Regions from separate parts of the Callithrix jacchus genome. Here region 1 is linked to region 2. Evidence: chromatin contacts called from public Hi-C data. All regions are on one chromosome and are shown on one strand. The core of a region is the stretch at or near the end of the contact, and the rest is flanking DNA. Distances in the headings are between cores, read along the strand shown.

Region 1 (4,400 bases), core at 462-2,961, 190 kb before region 2:
GACCAGGCAGATAGTGAAGACTTTCATGGAAAATGAAAAGTTTGGAGGAATGGGTTGGGGTGGGGAGTGGAAAGGCTAAGTTTGGAATGGTAATGCTGAGTCGGAAATTAAGGTGGATATTCACCCCTTATCTTTCCAACCGCATGTTTATCCCCTTCCCCCTCACTCCCCATGCTCCAGTCACACTGGCCTTCTTTCCGTTCCTCATGCACCAACCTTGTTCTCACCTTAGGATTGTTGTACCTACTGCTTCTTCTGCTGGCATGCCCTTCACCAAGTCTGTCAATAACTGGCTCCTGCCTGTCATTCAGAACTCACCATACATGTCAACCTCCTTAGAAAGGCCTTCCTTGGCCATAACCATGTAGCCACCTAGTCACACTATATCATACCACCCTATTTCAAAGATCAGTACAGCATCTAGAGCTATTTGACATTTTTTGTGTTTTTCTCTGTCCCACCTCCCACCCCCATCATGAGAACACGGACTCTGTCTGTCCTGTATCCCAGCTTCAAGTTGGTACTCAAACATTACTGAAAGTTAAAAGTATGCAATAATGGAAATATAGGGTTCCAATGAGGGCAACTGGTTTGGAATGGCAAAGTTCTCCAAGGTATTAAAGATGACTAAGAAGCACTAAACTCTTAGGAATGTTCCACTTCAATGGCTAGAGAAGTGTAAGCAACTGAGAAGTCTTAAAGGTAGAACAGAGTGGTTTCTGAAGCTAGGAAAACGTTTCAATGAGGGGGTGGGTCAATAGGGAGCCCAGTGGGGGTGGGGGCAAGTATTATCTCTGTTAAGGAAAATGAGAATAGGAAAAAAAACCGTTGGATTTGGAAAGGTATTTATGACCAATGAATAAAGGAGTAAGAAATGTAAAGAGCTTAAGGAGAGAAAGGACCTAGAGGTGGGTAGGTCATTACTGGAGCAATCTGGCAGTAAAGGGAATTAGTACTCTAGCAGGATTGAATGGGTTTTTGTGACACCTATTCATTTCTCAAGCTAAATATGCTAGAGGAGAGACTGAACATGCTGTGGAGGAGGAGTTCTTTTCGAAAAGTTTTTGAGACAGTCTTGCTTTGTCACTCAGGCTGGAGTGTAGGGGCATGAACATGCTCACTGCAGCCTCGAACTCCCTGGCACAAGCAATCCTCCCCCAAGTAGCTGAGACTACAGGTACACACCACTATACCCAGCTAATTTTTGAATTTTTGTACTTTTTTGTGTTTATTATTATTTTGTAGAGATGGGGTTCTGCCATGTTGTCCAGGCTGGTCTCGAACTCCTGAGCTCAAGCAATTGGCCCACCTCGGCCTCCCAAAGTGCTGGGGTTACAGGCATGAGCCACTGCACCAGGCAGAGAGGTTAGCTAGGTTAATGGACCCTTAGGGTATCCACACAGCACCTTCAGGGTCTCTGAAACACAGAAATGATATGCAGATTTTTGTGTGCACACGGGGAATGGGAGGTGGAAATAGAAGAGAATTTGTAGCTTTATTATTTTCCAAATGGTCGCGACCTAAAGGTTAATAACCACTGCTGAAGAGTACAAAAAGTTTTTAAAAAAAGAAGCCCACACAAGGGCTAAACTTTAGGGGGAAAAAAGGAAAACCTCTTTCCTATCTAAGGAAAAGCTATAAACAGATGGAGAAGTCCATCGTTGCATCATCTGGGTAAAACAGAGAAGACAAGAGCTGGAAACCGCGGGCGGCTTGTGCCAACACGCTCGGGGGAGACGGAAGAAGGAGCCCGTGCTCCCTAGTGCAGGGAGTCCTGAAGCCTGGTAATCGCTGGCCTTGCCTCACAGGACCCGGGCTGACCCGAGGGTAGGAGAGGGCTTCATCACCAGGCGGGGGACCCATCAGCGCGCCGGTTCAGGGACAGGATGCTGATACTTCAGGCTTGGCCAGGCCGTGCCTCCGAGCTTCCACAGAGCCGCTGCACCTCCCTGCTGCCTTTGGGACGCGGCCTCCAGCCCCCGCCTCAACACCGGCAGTCATCTCTGAATCATTCCGCCCATTTCTACGTCTTCCCGTCTCGTCTCCGGCTCTCGGCCTGGCGCAGAGCCCAGTGACAGCCGGGACCTGAGGGACCTCATTCATTCAACACTTGCTGGGTTTACTGGGCGACTTTGGATGCGAGGCTCAGTGCCGGGCGTTGGGACCTAAGGAGCTCTGGGTCCGGCCCGAGACCCCAACACTCCAAACCCGACCAGAGTCTAACGGGCCGTCGCGGTACCCCCGGACGGTGAGGCAGTTCCCCGCTCGCATGTCGCAACGGCTTCCCGGACAGGCTGCGGGTCGCGCCAGAGGATGACCGGCGCAGGCCGACTCCGCCTCACGCCCGCGAAGAGATCCCGCGGGAACACGGCCTCTCGGGGCCAGGGCCGTCAGCTCTCCAGACATGCGTCTCAGAATTTGGGGCGCGCACTCAAGCGCGGGTCGTAACGGCAATCGTCAGCGGTTTGACGTGAAGGCCTGCCACCGCCCCGCCCCCAACGCGATCCAGCGCCCGGGAACGCAGCTCCGCAGTCTCCAGTGAGGGGCCCAAAGTCGGCCCCTAGAGTCCATGGGCGCTTCGTTCTTTCTGTAGCCAATCGGGAACCGACGTGGTGCTGGCCAATGGCTGCGGTCAAAGTATCAAGAGTGGTTGAGCCTATCAAAGTTCAGCCTTAAGTTTCTCCCGCCCTTCTAAAAAGTCAGAGGCGGGTTGATCGCACATGTCGGCCAATCAATGACCAATAAACAAGAAGCTTCCAAGATCAAAGGGGAAGGGGTGGGATCTAGGTGCTAGCAACACCTCAGGGCGGAGGAATGACAGGTGACTTCGCTAATAGTACAGGCTGATTTTTTTTACGTAGTGAAAGGGGTGGGCCTAACTTAGCGTCTGCACCAATGGTTGGTTGAGGGGCGTGTCCGCGGGGCCAAGCGGGAGCCGGAGGCCCCGGGCTCTCTGGGCCGCGCCTGAGGCGAACACTACGGGGCTGGGGGGCGGCGGCAGCAGTGGTGGCAGCGGCGGCGGGGGTGGGCGCCGCAGCTGGCCCGGGTGGATGGAGTTGGAGGGGCGGGGTGCTGGTGGTGTGGCGGGGGGGCCGGCGGCAGGGCCCGGGCGGAGCCCCGGGGAGTCGGCGCTGCTGGACGGGTGGCTGCAGCGGGGCGTGGGCCGGGGGGCCGGCGGCGGGGAGGCCGGGGCCTGCAGGCCCCCGGTACGACAAGATCCGGACACCGGCCCGGACTACGAGGCGCTGCCGGCTGGAGCCACTGTCACCACGCACATGGTGGCGGGCGCCGTAGCAGGGATCCTGGAGCACTGCGTGATGTACCCCATCGACTGCGTCAAGGTGAGACCTGCACTGGGCTTCGAACCCGACCTGGGGCTGACCCGAACCCTGGGTCTTGTCCGGAGCCAGGATCCCGGCTGAGAGCCGGAGCCGACATGGGTTCTTTTCTGGCTCCTGCCACTACCACACGATTCGAACCGACACTCCATTCAAGCAAGGTCCCAGCTGGGAGTTGATCCCAGTCAGGAACCAGGACCTGTTTCTAACCGTCAGTGAAATCTGAATCGGAACTCAGGATCGAAAACCTGTCAGCCAAAGCTCTGGACCCCACCTGGGACCTAACAGGAATAGGGTGGGATGGGGTGTCCCGAAGCTCAGGTAAGTGCTACTAACTCGATTAAGGTGAAGCCAGCTGGCATGAACCAGACCCTGAATTGGATTTAATGACTTGAGATGTTTTCTGGGCTAGTGCTTTTACAAACTCCTTACTGTATCTTTCCTTACTGACGGGGCCGGAACCCGAATCTGGGATCTCTCAGCTAGATAAAGGACTTACATGTTAAATCTTAACACATGAGTGATTGGAAATCATTGTGCAGTGAGAATGCAGAGTTCCAGACTGGAAGTAATATGGGAAAGATTGTATTCAGGAAAAGGTTTCAGTTTCCCTGTGAAGCAAGCATGATACCCCACCTATTTCCTGAACATGAAAATTGAGCTGGGATTAGGACTGTATGTGCAGGGAGCACATCAGCCTCCAAACAAGAGAGATGAAACTGATAGCGTATTTCTTTGGCCACCTGAAGTTGACAAAAAGGGAGAAATTGCCTAGCAAGAAGCGACAGTTTTAGAAAGTAGATGTAAGTATGAAGAAAATGGAATGGGATCAACAAGAGGACACAGTCCATGTGAAAGTAAATGGCATTCACAACCAAGCAGGATGATTCATATGTACAGAAGTCATCAGGTCCTTCTGAAGAAAACTGGGTGAAGAAAGAAACAGATGATTGTTCTTTACAGTCTTATACATTAGTAAAGGTGCCAGCCACTAAAGGTGAGGACTGAATTGAGGGATAAGTAAAGTAGAGGGGACTGTTGAAATAAATATGACAGAGACCA
Region 2 (4,128 bases), core at 412-2,911:
TGGCAGCACTATTCACAATTGTAAAGACATGGAATCAACCTAAATTCCCATTACCAGCAAACTGGATAAAGAAAATATGGTACATATACACCACAGAATACTATGCAACCATAAAAAAGAAAGAGAGCATGTCTTTTGTAGCAACATGGATGGAGGTAGAGGGCATTATCCTAAGTGAACTAATTCGAAAGAGAAAACAAAATATCCCATGTTCTGCCTTATAAATGGGAGCTAAACACTGAGAACACATGGACACAAGAGAACAACAGACCTACTTGCGGGTAGAGGGTGGGAGGAGGGAGAGGATCAGAAAAAAAACCTGCCAAGTACTATACTTACTATCTGGGTGACAAAATAATTTGTATGCCAACCCCTCCCCCACCATGATATGCAATTTACCTATAAAACAAATCTGTACATGCACCCCTGAACCTAAAAGTTAAAAAAAAAAATAGTTCGCTATCTATGAAGGATGTGGCAGATATGCAATGACAACAATAGCTGACATTTAGAGAGTGCTTCTAATATGCAACTAACCACTTCGTCTATGTATTAACTCACAAAATCCTCACAACAACCCTGAGGACATACTGTTACTTCCACAGAGCAGGAACCTCCAGGGAGAGGTTAACATAACGTGACTAAACCTGTCCAAGTTCGTAAGCGGCAGCCAGAATCTAAACCTAGATAGTCTGCTCCTGGAGCTAGGTTCTTAACCACAAAGACATTTTCTAACATTGTTAAAATACAGAAGCACAGAAAAGAGACATTTTGACCAGAATAAGGGTTAAGGGAAGGCTTCATGGATGAAGTGGCATTCGCTCTGGATCTTGAAGGTCAACAGATGGAGAAGGGTTCTGGGGAGGAAGGACTCTAACGGGGAAGGAACCGCCTGACGAAGAGGCACTTTGGGTACCAGCCAGCTGCCCACAGCAAGATCTGGTCCGCTGCGAGCAGGAAGAAGCTGGGAAGGGACGCAGCGCCCAGATCCCAAAGGTCCTTAAGCACCAGGCCTCTCTGCAAGGAACCGGGAAGGAAAATCTCAAACTATTAATAGAAGAGCGGCAGAAAGGAACTCGTGGGCACCCCTCCCTGTTGGTAGGACCTTCCCTGCCAGAGACCAAGGCTGGCAGCACAGCCACATTTCCCTCCGGGGGAAACAGCCGACCAAGGTGGTCAAGGTCGCCAGCGCGGGCTCCGGAGCTGCACGTCCCGGCCGAACACTCGCGTCCCGAGCACAGACGCTGGGGATTTGGCTGCCAGCCCGGGGCCGCCAGGTCGAGCCTGGCAGCGTCAACTGCTCGGCAGGAACACGAAGACCTGTCCTCGGGAACCGCCTCCGGCCACCTCCCTGAATCCTCCGGACCCTCGAAGGTCAAAGAGGCGGCCTCTCTGGGACTACCCCGGCTCGTTCGGCTCCTCCCCTCAGTCGGCAGACCCAAGGAATAATAGCCTCTGCGATAGGAGAACACCCTGCCAATCAATCGTAGTCCCCGCCCACGCCGCAGCCGGTGTAAATTGCATTGGTTGCATCCTTCACGGCCGCCGATAAGATTATTTCCTTGGATTGGCTAATAGCTTTCCCTCCCTCCTGTCTTTTCTTCGTCAGAAGCTGACGATTGGTTAATCGCGTTGCCAAGCTCTGGACGCGGCTCGACCATTGGAGGCCGCGGGCCCGCCCCCGCCGGCTAGGTGAAGGTGAGAGTCTCCTCCAGTCGCAGAGGCCAGACCTGACCTGGCAGCTTTGGGTGCGCGGTGAAACCTCTCGATTTCTGCTCTCTCGATATGGCGTCTCCATCAGTCTTTGCCGAGGTTCCGCAGGCCCAGCCTGTCCTGGTCTTCAAGCTCACTGCCGACTTCCGGGAGGATCCGGACCCCCGCAAGGTCAACCTGGGAGTGGGAGGTAAGGACGCAGTGCCCTGGAGTGTGAGGAGCTCGGGAAGTGGAGCGGACCCTACGAGGGTCGTGGAGACTGGGGGAGAAGCTGAGGCCAGCGTGGCGCTGCCTAGAGAGGGCGGTGCAGGAGAGGAGGGAGGATCCACAAAGGCTTCCTAAAACCTACCCATTTTATAGATGTGGGTGTGGAGTCCCTGGAAAGAGGAGATGTGTCCAAGGCCGCACAAACCAGGGTAGCAGCCAAGACACAAACTCAGTCTTTCTGATTTCCCATTCTGTGTTCTTTATACTATATAAATGGGGCTGCCGGAGCTTGTAGAGAAAGGGAGAAAAATAAGAAGGCGGATAGGTTTAGGGTTCTGGTTGCTGGGAAAGGAAGTTCTGTTCTGGGTCGGTAAATATTTGAGTGACCACAGAGTATCAATCAGGTACCTTATTAAGCTTTGGTCGGAGGAGACTGAGGCTTGATTTTGCCCTTAAGGATTAAAAAATCTGCTGGTGTTACACAATGCTTTGAGACAGGTTAATGCTGCCCCCGGCGTGTGGGCGCGGGCGGGTCTGGGAAGATGGTTCTGGCCCTCACAGATGTGGTAGGAAAGGGTAGAGATGGTGGAAAGGAGTGGAGAGAAATACGGATAGTAGAAGCTTACTTTCCACACATCCTGTCTTCATTTCTTGATTGAAGTGATTCCCATCTGGACCTTGTACAGCTCAGAGCATGTGCCTCAGTTTCCCCTTCTGATAAGAATGAGATTTGTATTGGAGTGCCTCTTAAATTTCTTTCACCCCAACCCTCTCTGATGAATTTATTATTCCTCTCAGTGTCATTTGGATGTTTGAAGCCCCATAGACACTTTCTGCATTTGGATACTGCCACGTTCAAAGATCAGCCAGAGACATGAAAGATCAAGTCTTATGCTGGGGAACAGACTTAGAATAAAAGGTCTAGAAATTGTGGAAAGAGAAGATGGAATCATTTTGTAGCAGAGTGTGACATGAAGGACATTCAGTATCAGGTTTCTCATAGATAATGTTTTGTCAGTGCATAGCATTTGTTAAGAAAAAAGAAAAAGGTCTCCACTAAGGAGTATGGGGAAGGATAAGGAAAAATCTATTAAAAAGTGATGGTTTGTTGAAGCTGGTAAGTTGTTGAAGCTGGGTGATGGGTATATGGGCATATGTTATATTATTCTCAGCTTTTGTAAAGATTTGACATTTTTCATAATAAAGCTCTTAAAATCAATCAGTACTACATAGTTTGACCCACTGAGGGAAAAGGATGTTTTTAGCAGGCAGCAGAGTTAGAAATATTGAAAGATTGCCTCAAATTGAATTTGAATGGACACCATTTGGTCTCTTAATTTAAATCCAGTCCAAAACTTCCAAGTATTTCTTTGCAGCCAGATATATACAAAGAACTAGTATCACTGTCAATCTAAATACATTATTTTAAAACATCAGATTTGGCTGGGCATGGTGGCTCAAACCTGTAATCCCAGCACTTTAGGAGGCCATGGTGGGTGCATCACCTGAAGTCAGGAGTTTGAGACCAGCCTGGCTTACATGGTGAAACCCCATCTTTACTAAAAATACAAAAATTAGCCAGGCATGGTGGTGCACACCTGTAGTCCCAGCTACTCGGGAGGCTGAGGCAGGAGAACTGCTTGAACCTGGGAGGCGGTGGTTGCAGTGAGCCAAAATCCCGTCATTGTACTCCATCCTGGGTGACAGAGTGAGACTCAGTCTCAAGAAAAAAAGAAAAAAAAAAACACAAAAAAATGTCAGATTTAATTAACTCAATTACCTTTGCACTATCTTACAGAGTTTCTGTGAGGATTAAGTACATTTGAAGTGTTTAGAGCTGTGTCTGGCACATAAGTAGGATTTATGTAAGTGTTAGCTATTAGTGTTGTTGTTTTGGCATTTCTTGGAGTCATTCTCATAAAAGATGTTGAATAAAAATTTGAAGCTCAAGAACTGCAAAATGAACTAATTTATGACACTGGGTTATAAATAAACTGCTCATGCAGAGAAAAAGCACCCTGACAGCAGAGGCCAGAAGCTATGGACTGGGGATTATAGTTATTACCTCAGCTGTGATGTTGCCTTTTTCTGTTTTCCAGGAACATCAGTTCCTTACCATGAGCAAATGGTTTATACATGTAATCTCATTTAATGCTCACAACTCTGGAGGGGGGTTTATTACTATTATTGTTCAGAGGCAAGGGAGCT

The links. A called contact is a pair of places that touch in the nucleus more often than the background predicts.
Region 1: a contact with region 2 is called in a Hi-C map of skeletal muscle, with 3 times the contacts expected there. The contact joins the promoter of SLC25A28 here to the promoter of LOC128929323 in region 2. A contact is called at or near these places in 2 of 3 Hi-C or Micro-C datasets (induced pluripotent stem cells and skeletal muscle).

Annotation. Positions count from the first base shown.
Region 1 is chr12:92,577,520-92,581,919 of calJac240_pri, reverse strand. SLC25A28 (solute carrier family 25 member 28) reads left to right here and starts at 1,711. Exons shown (of 4, transcript XM_078346240.1): 1 at 1,711-2,821.
Region 2 is chr12:92,383,883-92,388,010 of calJac240_pri, reverse strand. LOC128929323 reads right to left here and starts at 1,661. Exons shown (of 4, transcript XM_078346860.1): 1 at 1,618-1,661; 2 at 1,106-1,473. The coding sequence starts at 1,661. GOT1 (glutamic-oxaloacetic transaminase 1) reads left to right here and starts at 1,727. Exons shown (of 9, transcript XM_002756511.6): 1 at 1,727-1,903. The coding sequence starts at 1,786.